2 separate regions of the Mus musculus genome follow, and region 1 is linked to region 2. The links are chromatin contacts, called in public Hi-C maps. All regions are on one chromosome and are shown on one strand. The core of a region is the stretch at or near the end of the contact, and the rest is flanking DNA. Distances in the headings are between cores, read along the strand shown.

Evidence for each region. A called contact is a pair of places that touch in the nucleus more often than the background predicts.
Region 1: a contact with region 2 is called in a Hi-C map of bone marrow-derived macrophages, with 13 read pairs. The contact joins two enhancer-like sites. A contact is called at or near these places in 1 of 15 datasets of contacts at CTCF or cohesin (the NIH/3T3 cell line), 1 of 484 Hi-C or Micro-C datasets (bone marrow-derived macrophages) and 1 of 9 other capture datasets (embryonic stem cells).

What each region holds. Positions count from the first base shown.
Region 1 is chr6:39,075,154-39,080,720 of GRCm38.p6, forward strand. The region is part of intron 10 of Tbxas1 (thromboxane A synthase 1, platelet); the gene reads left to right. Among named protein-coding and RNA genes, the nearest start is that of 1700025N23Rik, 10 kb to the left of the region's middle. Within about 2 kb of position 1,563, at least 4 of the 459 cell types and tissues checked have an H3K27ac peak or open chromatin away from gene starts, as enhancers often do. A contact at or near this core is called in bone marrow-derived macrophages, where this site is marked.
Region 2 is chr6:38,606,815-38,612,111 of GRCm38.p6, forward strand. It overlaps Luc7l2 (LUC7-like 2 (S. cerevisiae)), which reads left to right. Exons shown (of 10, transcript NM_138680.3): 10 at 1,339-2,656. The coding sequence ends at 1,516. Among named protein-coding and RNA genes, the nearest start is that of Klrg2, 28 kb to the right of the region's middle. Within about 2 kb of position 3,562, at least 3 of the 459 cell types and tissues checked have an H3K27ac peak or open chromatin away from gene starts, as enhancers often do. A contact at or near this core is called in bone marrow-derived macrophages, where this site is marked.

The sequences.
Region 1 (5,567 bases), core at 313-2,812, 470 kb after region 2:
CAGCAGAGCTCAGCACAGTTTCATGAGTCAGACAGGAGACCCAGCATCACCTAGGAGGGCAGGCCCTATTTCCCAGTTTGCAGAGGATCCTTGTTGGTCCTAGTGGAGTTTAGGAAGGGCAGAAAGGTGGGGTTACTATGGCATGGTCATGTGTTTTCTGGAACTGAAGTTGGGAATTTCATATTCCATGTACTAGCTGAGTTTGAAGTTCTGGGTTTTTGGAGTCAGCTCCAAGCCTCATTTGGATGGTGTCAGAGGCTTTGAATCTAGACAAGGTCTCTAGCCTGGCTTCTTACTGTTTCTGAGACATCCAAAACAGAAAGATTAAACAGAGGAGCCCACAGTTACTCGTAATTCCTTTCATGAGCAAAACCAAAAATATCATTGTACTTTGTCTGATAATTATATTTCCACTTAGGAATTTAGGGATGTTTAAGCCTATCACTTGACATAAGCAGCAGAAGATTCTCTTTAACATATGTGTGTATGTGTGGGGATGCACTGTGCAGGTGCGCATGCACACATGTGGAAGTGGCCAGACAATCACAGCTGTCATCCTCAGGAAGGCCACCCATCACCTTTGAGACAAGGTCTCTTTGGCCTGAACTTCATCAGTTAGGTAAGACTGCTGGCTGGTGATTCCCAGTGACACTGTCTCTGTTTCCCCAGCAGTGGGATTACACACCTACCACACATCCCGCATCTACCTCAGGTGTGTGTGCTAGCAAGGCATGCAGTTACCAACTGAGCCACTGCCCCAAACACGGGATTATTTAAATTTTATAGTAACTGCAAAATAATATGCTTCTACTTAAAAACCAAAACAAACCCTAAACAATAGGAAGGAGTTAAAGAAAATGGACTTCCAGCCCTGCTCAGTGACATCCCTCGAAAGAGACCATGGCAGTTTAGGCGTTGAGTTGGCCAGTTTTCTATTGCAAGCACAAACACCTGAAATAGACAGCTTTAAGGAGGAAGGATTTATACTGGCTGGTGGTTCCAGGACTTTTCATCCAAAGTTAGTTTGCTTCATTGCACTCAAGCCTGTGGCAAGACAGAAACTCCCCAGTGGAAGGGCATTGGGGTGAAAGGGCTGCTTCCTTCATTAAAGCCAAGAAACAGAAAAGGGGGAGAGAAAAACAGACAAGAGGGTAAGGGGAGAGGGCAAGATAAGAGGGAAAGGTAGAAAAGGGGGAAAGAGGATGGAGGAAAGAGGGGGGAAGAGAAGGGGAAGAGAAAGGGAGAGGGAGAGAGAAAAGAGGGAGAGGAATAAGAGGGAAAAATGAGGGTAGGGACAAGATAGATCCTTCTATGATAGGCCCAACCTGCATCCTCTGATTTGGCCCACTGCCTAGTTTCCAATGCCACTAAATTATGAATTCCATCAGTGGATCAATTCCCTGACAAGTTCAGAGCCCCCATGATCCAATGACTTGCCCCAAGACCTGCCTGTGAACAGTGCACTGGGAACCATTGCTTTAAACACATGACCCTTAGAGGGGACACTTCATGTTCAGACCATATATGGTATTCTTCTAGAAATGTTATGTCCACATGCAAATACATATAGTCTACTTCCTCAAAATAAAACATGCTTAGACAAAAGAAACAAACAGGCTGGGTGTCTACTACCAGATGAGGAAGATGCCTAGAGTCCAGCACAGTGGTTCTCAACCTGTGGGTCATGACCCCTTTGGGGGTTAAATGACCCTTTCATAGGGGTTACCTAAGACCACCAGAAAACACAGATATTTATATTATGATTCATAACAGTAATTAGAGTTATAAAGTAGGAATTAAAATAATTTTATGGTGGGGGTCACAACATGAGGACTGTATTAGAGGGTCACAGCATTAGGAAGGTTGAGAACCACTGCTCTAGGGTAATAGTTGACCAACAGTGAGTATCTTAGTTAGGGTTTTATTGCTGTGAAGAGACACCATAACCAAGACAACTCTTTTAAAAGGACATTTAATTGGGGGTGGCTTACAATTTTAGAGGTTCAGTCCATTATCATCATGTCAGCCTGCAGGCAGACATGGTGCTGGGGAAGGAGCTGAGAGCTCTACATCTTGATCTGAAGGCAGCCAGGAGGAGGCTGTCTTCCGTAAGCAGCAAGGAGGAGGGTATCTTACGAGTGGGCAGAGCTTGAGCACTAGAAGACCTCAAAGCCCACCTACACACAATGGCACACTTCCTCCCACAAGGCCATACCTCCTAATAGTGCCACTTCCCATGGGCCAAGTATATTCAAACCACCACACTGGGTATACTTATACTACAGAACTGCTCCCTTGAAAATGGTTCAAATGACAGTTTATGTTATATGTGTCTACTCTCAACAAAGTAGTAAGTCAACAAACCTTACCAAGACCAGTTCTAGCATTAGAATACTCCAGAGTTATCATAATAGCTAGTAGGACAAACACCCTTATTCTAGCCAGCCTTACATACTATTTTAAGTATTTAGAGTACAGACAGTTTTCCACTAACTCCAGGCCCTCTACTAGGGAAGTACAGAGGTGAGAAGGTATAGGAGCTGGGAACAGGCAGACAGGAGTAGTACACATCTCCTGATATCTTGGCCATGTAAGGGAACCAGGTCTTTTCTATACAGGGAAGGTGTCTCTGAGACCAACCTTTGACCCAGGGTGGCTTTCCTAATTTCTCATCTCCTGGTCCCCCCCCCCCACACCTCCCCAGTCCCCTGGTTTTGGTTGGTTGGTTTGAGAATCTGAGGGGTTTTTTTTTAAAGATTTATTTATTTTATGTATGTGCACTGTTGCTGTCTTCAGACACACCAAAAGAGGGCATCGGATCCAATTACAGATGGTCATGAGCCATCATGTAGTTGCTAGGAATTGAACTCAGGATGTCTGGAAGAGCAGTCAGTACTCTTAACCACTGAGCCATCTCTTCAGGACCTATTTCATTTTCTTAATCACGGCTTCATCAATGATCAGTGGCCCAGGAGGGACAAAAAAAAAAAAAAAAAAAAAAAAAAAAAAAAAAGCTGCCAATGTCCATGGGGTTGGATGCCCAAAACCTTTGAGGATCATGATGAGGACCATCTGGGGGAGGGAGGAGACAGAAGCCAGACAGCAGAGATGAACCACCAGATGCGAGGGAGAAAGATGAGGGGAAACTGAGGGTAACTGAGAGAGGCTTGACTCTGAATGACAGCATGAGAAAGTCAAGAATCCCCTGCACCCCCTCAGATACCTGCCCTTGAAAAGTACCTCTGCCCCCCAGTGCAAGGCACGCAGAGGGCCACCAGCCTCACTTTACCTGCAAATGAGCAATGTGTGAAGTGAGGAGGGTGAGGAAGGGTTTTCAATTACTGAGACAGGAAGGTGAAGTCTGAAAGAATCCCATAGGGTACCACAGCCCCAGCTGCAGTTGGAGAGAGAGAAGGTAGAAGAGGTGCTGCTGAAGAGAAGACAGTACCTGTAACTCCACCTCTGTCCAAAACAAGGCTTGATCCCATCCTTTAACATTATCTATAAACTCTAAGCAGAACTCAAAAGGGGCTGCCCTGGAGATTAAAAAGCTAAAGGTTACGTTTGCACCCTAAAGTAAGCAAAGAGCATCTGCAGCTCTCTACTTCTAGTTCCGCTTCCAGAAACTTATTTCTAGTCCCAAAGCAGAACAGTATAGTGAGAGCAGCTCAGGTTGGGGAGGTCAGGTACGGACATCACAGGATTTGAAGTCTAGGCTCCCGTGGTGGTGTGACTGGAGAAGAGGCTGGGATGCAGCGACTCCAGGTACGCACAGGGCTTGAAAGGATTCAATAGCTGAAATGTGTCTGCTCTGTCTCAAGCTTGGACAGATCAATCAGTTTTGTCTGTTACTGAAAGCAAGCAGTAGTTTAACTTCTGAGTGCTATGTGGCAGGATGCAGTCCTACCTTTGGCAAGAACTCGAAGGAAGAGACAAGGAGTTGTATTTGACCCGGGGTGGGGGTGGGGGTGGGGGTGTTTCCATGCTCGGGTCCAAGGGTGGAATCCTAAGTATCTTAGTTCGGGTTTTACTGCTGTGAACAGACACCATGACTAAGGCAAATCTTATAAGGACAACATTTAATTGGAGCTGGCTTGCAGGTTCAGAGGTTTAGTCCAGTATCATCAAGGCGGGAACATGGCAGCATCTAGGCAGGCATGGTGCAGAAGGAGTTGAGAGATCTACATCTTCATCTGAAGGCTGCTAGCAGAATACTGACTTCCAGGCAGCTAGGATGAGGGTCTTAAAGTCCACATCCACAGTGACACACCTACTCACAACAAAGCCACACTTACTCCAACAGGGTCACTGCTTCCAATAGTGTCACTCCCTGGACTGAGCATATATAAGCCATAACACTAAGGCTATAGAACTGTAGAGCCAGCCAGCTGTTAGGTTAGATGCCTGGCCCATGGCAATAAGGCAAAACTCCAGAGAACTATATTGGGTTTGCAATTTTAAGGAACGGAGTTCATGCACTCACAAGTGATGGTTGTTGTGAGAAGCTGTGGTAAGACAAGACACAGAACCCCAGGAACCAAGAACCGTCATCATAGACAGGCCAGGGAGGAGAGCCAGTAAAGGTGGCTCAGAAGAGCCAGCTCTTGTCCCACACAGTGGGCGGCTCCACACTCCTTGCAGCCTGAGCGGGCAAACATCCCATGCTGTCAAAGCAGCTTCTACTCCATCACTGCTCGTGGTCTTAATCAAAGGTCCCTGTCCCAAGCTTGTTCCCTGAGCATCCCAAAAGGCCCCCAGATTCCTGGCTTCTGATCTGCTCTCTTAGTCACAGCCTTAGTCCATGAGATGTAGTTCTATTAGTCAGGATTCTCTGAAGGAACAGAACTGATAGAACAAAAATATGTGTGTGTGATGTTTACTAAAGTAGCCTACAGCTGTGGTCTTAGTCTAATGATGGCTGTCTCCTTAGAGAAAGGCCTAGAATCTGGAAGATGTTCCGTCCATGAGACTGGATGTTTCAGTCGTACCAATCTGGTGCTGGAGTCCTAGGGAAGTCCTAGAAAGCTTCAGGTTTTTAGTCTGCATAGGAATCCTGAAGAAGCAGGCTCTGATACCAGTGAAGGGATGGTTCATTAGCAGGGTAGATGGGCTTGCCAGTGAGAATGAGGACAAGCAGGCAAAAAGCAAAGCTTCCTTCTTCCATGTCCTTTTATGTTGGCTGTGACCAGAAGGTGTGGCCCAGATTTGGGATGAGTCTCCCATCTCATCAGACCAAGTCCCTCACAAGTATGGCCCTGCTGCTTTGGTTTTTGTTAATTCCAGATGTCAAGTTGACAACCGAGATTAGCCACTCACGGCTGATCCGCCATTAGTCGACGGCACATAGGGCTAAGTGAAGATATAGGTTGCATGTCCACAAGGTGGGCCACCCATTATTTTAATGATCTTATCATGAGAACCAACCACAGAGTTGTGGGCAGAGAATAGAAGCCAGACAACAGGGCTACACTACCAAATGAAAGGCGATAAAGCAAAAGGGAGGGTGGGGGTAATTAGAGGAGGCTTAACTGTGAGTGTGAACAAGAGAGGCAGTAGATTACCTGAAT
Region 2 (5,297 bases), core at 2,312-4,811:
CATCACCAGTTTCAAGTCTTCAACAGTACATGAGCCTTTTGGACTGTTTTATATTCAAACTATAATACTCTCCTTATCTATATTTTTCAAACTGGTTATAGTAGTATTTTTTATCTTGCCTTATGTTTTTCTGAAAGTATTGTGTTTTCTGGGTTAGTAGCATGCAAACATAGCATATTGAGATCCAACTTTAAACTCCAACTTTAAAAAAAAATAAGTATTATGCAGGACTTGGCAGTGCCTCTGATTATAATTCTAACCTTGATTGAGATAAATTATGTATAAACATTCTGTACCACCTGTAAAGAACTAAATAAATGTGATATTTGTTGTTAATTCATTTTAGGTGTTGAAAAGTATATATTCTATGCTAACCAATATAGTTAGGTTCTACATAATGTGTTTCTGTTTTGTTTTTTTCCTGGTTGCATATCTGAGGGTGTTTTGTTTATATATCTTTGAAGATGGGGTTAGAATGAAGATAGTAGTACTAGGAACAGTTAGAATTTTATTATCTCTTTTTGGTTTTTCGAGACAGGGTTTCTCTGTGTAGCCCTGGCTGTCCTGGAACTCACTTTGTAGACCAGACTGGCTCGAACTCAGAAATCCGCCTGCCTCTGCCTCCCAAGTGCTGGGACTAAAGGCGTGCGCCACCATGCCCGGCAGAATTTTATTATAGTGTGATCATTTTTTGATACTTTACATTTTGGTTTAATGAATTCACTTGAATAGTGAACCAGATTTTTAAATTAGCAAATGGTTATTTAAAGCCATATTAAGTAGTTCTCTTACCTAGTTTGCAACATACTGCCCATAGGACAAATGTGGCCGAAGCCTGTTTGTATAAAACCAGAAAGCTATGGATGGTTTTGCATTTCTGTCATTTTTAAAGTTGATAGAAAAGAATAACTCATACACCCTGATCTTGTAATTTACAACACTTCAAATCCTTATTTAGCACAAGAGATGACTGCTGTACAAATTCATTGGTTTCCATCCAATTTGGAATCTTGATACTTTTCACTTATAAAAGCAATTACTTATATATTGTTTTTATACTAAATGCCTTTTTATTAGTTGAAGAAACTTTATCTCTGAAATACTAAGAATACATTGTTTAGTTTAGGCTCTTTTGCCCTTAACTGTATAGCTATTTGTTCTTCCCAATTTTGTTTTGGTGCCCTTTTCAGCTGTATAGTAGGACTCTATTCTATAAGAAACTCTCTTCTCAGATATATTCTTACCTATTTCTTCAGCTATCAGAAAATATTGATCCTATTCTTTCATTGGATTTTGGGTGTCCCAACATATTTTGCTCCTCAAATTAATATTTTTCAGATCCTCAAAAGAAAGATTCAGAGATCAAGACTTAGCATCACGTGACAGAGACAGGAGTTCAAGAGACAGATCACCTCGTGACCGAGATCGAAAAGATAAGAAGCGGTCCTATGAGAGTGCTAATGGCAGATCAGAAGACAGGAGGAGCTCTGAAGAGCGTGAAGCAGGGGAGATCTAACTAGCTGTGTACATATCTTCAATCCTTAAGCTTCCCATGGAGTTACATGCTATTGTTTATAGTTGTAAAGGGTGACAGTTCTAGACACCGATCCAGTCAGACTAGATGTATAGTATCCAATGATTTGAACTGAACCTGTTTTCCTTCATAAAGCCTAAAACTACATCCATAGTTTTTTGTGAACCTGAACATAACAGTTTATATGATGAGATACTGTTCTCTATTCTTTCAAGTTAGGAGTGATAGTGAATGAATTGTGTTAATGTCTTGCAGTTTTTGAACATTTGTAAAATATTGTCTTCTTTTCTATTCCAAACAGCAGCAGCTTTAGGATTTTTTTTTTCCATTATAATTCTTCTTCCTTTGACTTTTATATCTCCTGATACCTGTTCCTCCAACTATAAGAGGAGAGGGTGAAGGGAAGTATTGTAACTTCTTTTCTAAGGTTCTGTTCACGTTGGTTATTAGTTGATTACAGTTGAGCATTTCTACTGGATTGTGTGCTGGAGACATTTAAACACGGGGCTGTTTTGTTAGGGGCCTATAGAGTTGGAAGTTGAACAGCTGTTGCATTACATACTTTTGCTTTTATATTGAAAATTTGAAATCAGACTTGCCTTGATTTTTTTTTTTTTTTTTTGTTCTAAGAAACTGCTATGTTCAGTATATTGAGGGGGGTGGGGGGGCAGGGACTATTTCATAATAGCACTTGTGTGTGTGTGTGTGTGTGTGTGTGTGTGTGTGTGTGTGTGTAGAGTTTAAAGACTATAATTGTAAAAAAAATGAAAAGAATCATCACCACCACTGTAACTTGTTGATAGTAAGTTGCCACTAGAACTATTTGCTGTGGTTATTTTCTATTTTGTAACATCTTAACAGTGCCTTTCTGTATAAGGCACCAAAGGAAGTAAATATTTAACTCTGGATTTCAGATGAATTGTTGCTCCACCCAAATCTCTTGCTGCCTATACTATACTTCAGAGCTGTAGTGAGCAGCTTCTGTAAGGAAAGAGTGAACCTGTAGAAGCAACTAAGAGTTGCTTGGTTTGTATTTCTTAATTGACAAGCCTGAATAAAAACCATATGTAACCAACATACTGAAACAGCAGTTTCTGCATTAAAGATCTAATTACCTACTGACTACCTAGTAGTTAACAAACACCTTTTGTTCTTCTAGAATATAGGGGAAATAATATATTAACTAGTAAAGTTAGTATATATTAAGATCACTTTTTGAAGGGTAAGATCTCATGTAGTGCAAGCTGACCTAGAATTCACTGTGTTAACAGGGTATGACTTTGAACTCCTGACCTTTGATTGAGCCTTTGCCTCACTGCTCAAGATTATAGATGTGTACAATGAAACCCAGTTAAAATACTATTTCGGGGTGGTTGGTGGTGGAGGGCAGTTCCCAAAATTTAATGACAGGTATTTGACCGTTTGTGAATGTGAAAGAGCAGAAAAATAATGGCCATTTGTGTGATTATTCTTGAGTTTTAGAGATGAGATCTTGTTCATGTATCCTTGGCTTGCCTTGAATTGCAAACTTTTTGTCTCAGCCTTCTAAATATTGGGAACATAGGCACAGACCAGCGGGTGTAGTTTAAACTTTTTTTTTAACAGCAGAAAGGAACAAAAGCATGATAAATTATGCCCATTATCTCAGTGCTGATGCATTTGTGAGGCTGAGGCATGTGCTTGGCAAGTTTAAGGTCAGGTAGGGGCACTCCTGTTTCCAGTTTACCAAGTGAACACATTTATAAAAGACTGTCAGGAATGCCTGGGACAAAGCCAACATCTATGAAGGATAACTGTACGTGGTGTTGCCCTATTTCCAAAGCACCATTGTTACAGTCTTTTTTACTTTAACTTTTTCTTTTGAACTGAGAAAAACATGAAAAAAAATCAATTAGCAAAATTGGGGTGTGAGTTATATGTGTTTTAGGTTCCTGAATTTTCCCCCAAAGAAAGTGCAGTATAAATGACTTGAGGGCTGGATTGAAGCACTTCCATTTCCTGTTTGATGTCTCAGTTTCAGTTCCTAGCATTATGAAAATTATATTGTCAAAAGTTTTTGCTGCTGAGCAAGGCATGGTGAGTGCTCTGGTCCCACAATTGAGGGTAGTTCGGAAGCTAAGAGTGGATTTGGAGTTCAACACCAGCCTCAGCAGCTTGTAAGCCTTATACAAAGCACACTTGTAAAAGTGTGGTTTTTGAAATCACATAAAGGACCCATTTCAAAAATAGGCCTATAGTGAATCGAAGTCCAAATTCCAGTTTATAGAAAATAAGGTAAGTTCTAAATGTATGTTACTTTACAAAACAACTGGCTAATTTTTCTTCAAAAAGTCAAAGATTTAGGTTAACCAATAACTGTGTTTGTAGTCTAATTAGATCTAAAAGAGATTTTTGACTAGCTGGCCATGGTGTTTCATGCCTGTTATCTAGACACATGAAAGTCAGGAGAATTTCCATGATTCTGAGGCCAACTTGGGCTACAATAGAAAAACCCTGCCCTTTGGAGGAAAAAAGTAAGAAAAAATAGAGAAACTGAGAGATTATATAGACTGGAAAAAACTTGTTAACTTATATAATGATAAACTTGCACTACATTAAAAAAAACCTTATTTTTAGTATTTATGTGAGAGATGATATTTGGTACTTATTTCAAATGATGCAGTTAAATATCCACATACATATAAAAATAGTGTGTAATATGTTAAATATTAGAAGAGCTTTATGTATATTTTCAATTTTTTCTTTTTTTTTTTTTTTTTTTTTTGGTTTTTCAAGACAAGACAGGGTTTGTCTGTGTAGCCCTGCTGTCCTGGAACTTACTTTGTAGACCAGGCTGGCCTCGAACTCAGAAATCCACCTATCTCTGCCTCTGCCTCATGAATGCTGGGATTAAAGGCGTGCGCCACCACTGCCCGGCTATTTCTTAAGATTTTATATTTGAACCTTATCAGAATCACACTAATAGATAACACCAATGGACACATACACAAAAAGTACCTGAGACCATCAGCATTGAGACACCACTGCATACCTACTGAAATGGCCCACAGAGGGGCAGTATAGCAATATCAAGTGCTAGTGTAGGTGGTGAACAACTGGAACCCCCAAAAGGACTGAAAATGGCACAGCTGCTGCTTATAAATTAGGCATGTCCATAACACAGTTCAGTCGTCTTGCTGCCCAAGGGGGAAAAAAAACCAGGAGACTCCACAGATTTGTATTTGAATGCTTAAAGCAGTTGTGTTTATAGTAACCCCAAACCACAAATATTAGAAAGATCTATCAACCAGAAATCAGACTGCGGTGCATCCACACAATGGAAATAATTGCTAATGTATATAGCAATGAGTAACTTCATATACTCAACTGAAGGAGCTAGACCCAAAAGAGGACACTGTACAGTTCTCTTCATGTGAATTAAACAGGCAAAAATAACCTGTTAGCCTTATTAGGGCTTGCTGCTGAGCAGTAAGCCTTTTAGGGTGTTAGACATTTTCCGTACATTGAATGGCAATGTTTATGTGCTGCCTACTCCTTGGCCTTTTTAAAAATTTTCTATTTCTATAAAAATAAATATTGGTACCTTAAAATTGTGAATATGGGGGCTGGAGGGAGGACTTGGGTTAAGAACACGGCTCATGAAGTGTGGACGGGCCTGGTGCTGTTCTTGTGAACCAATCTAGTGAATAAAGGAACCAATCACTGGGTGAGTACGAGGGACTTCCGGGTTGGATGGAGGAAGGAGGAGAGAGTTAGGTCCTTT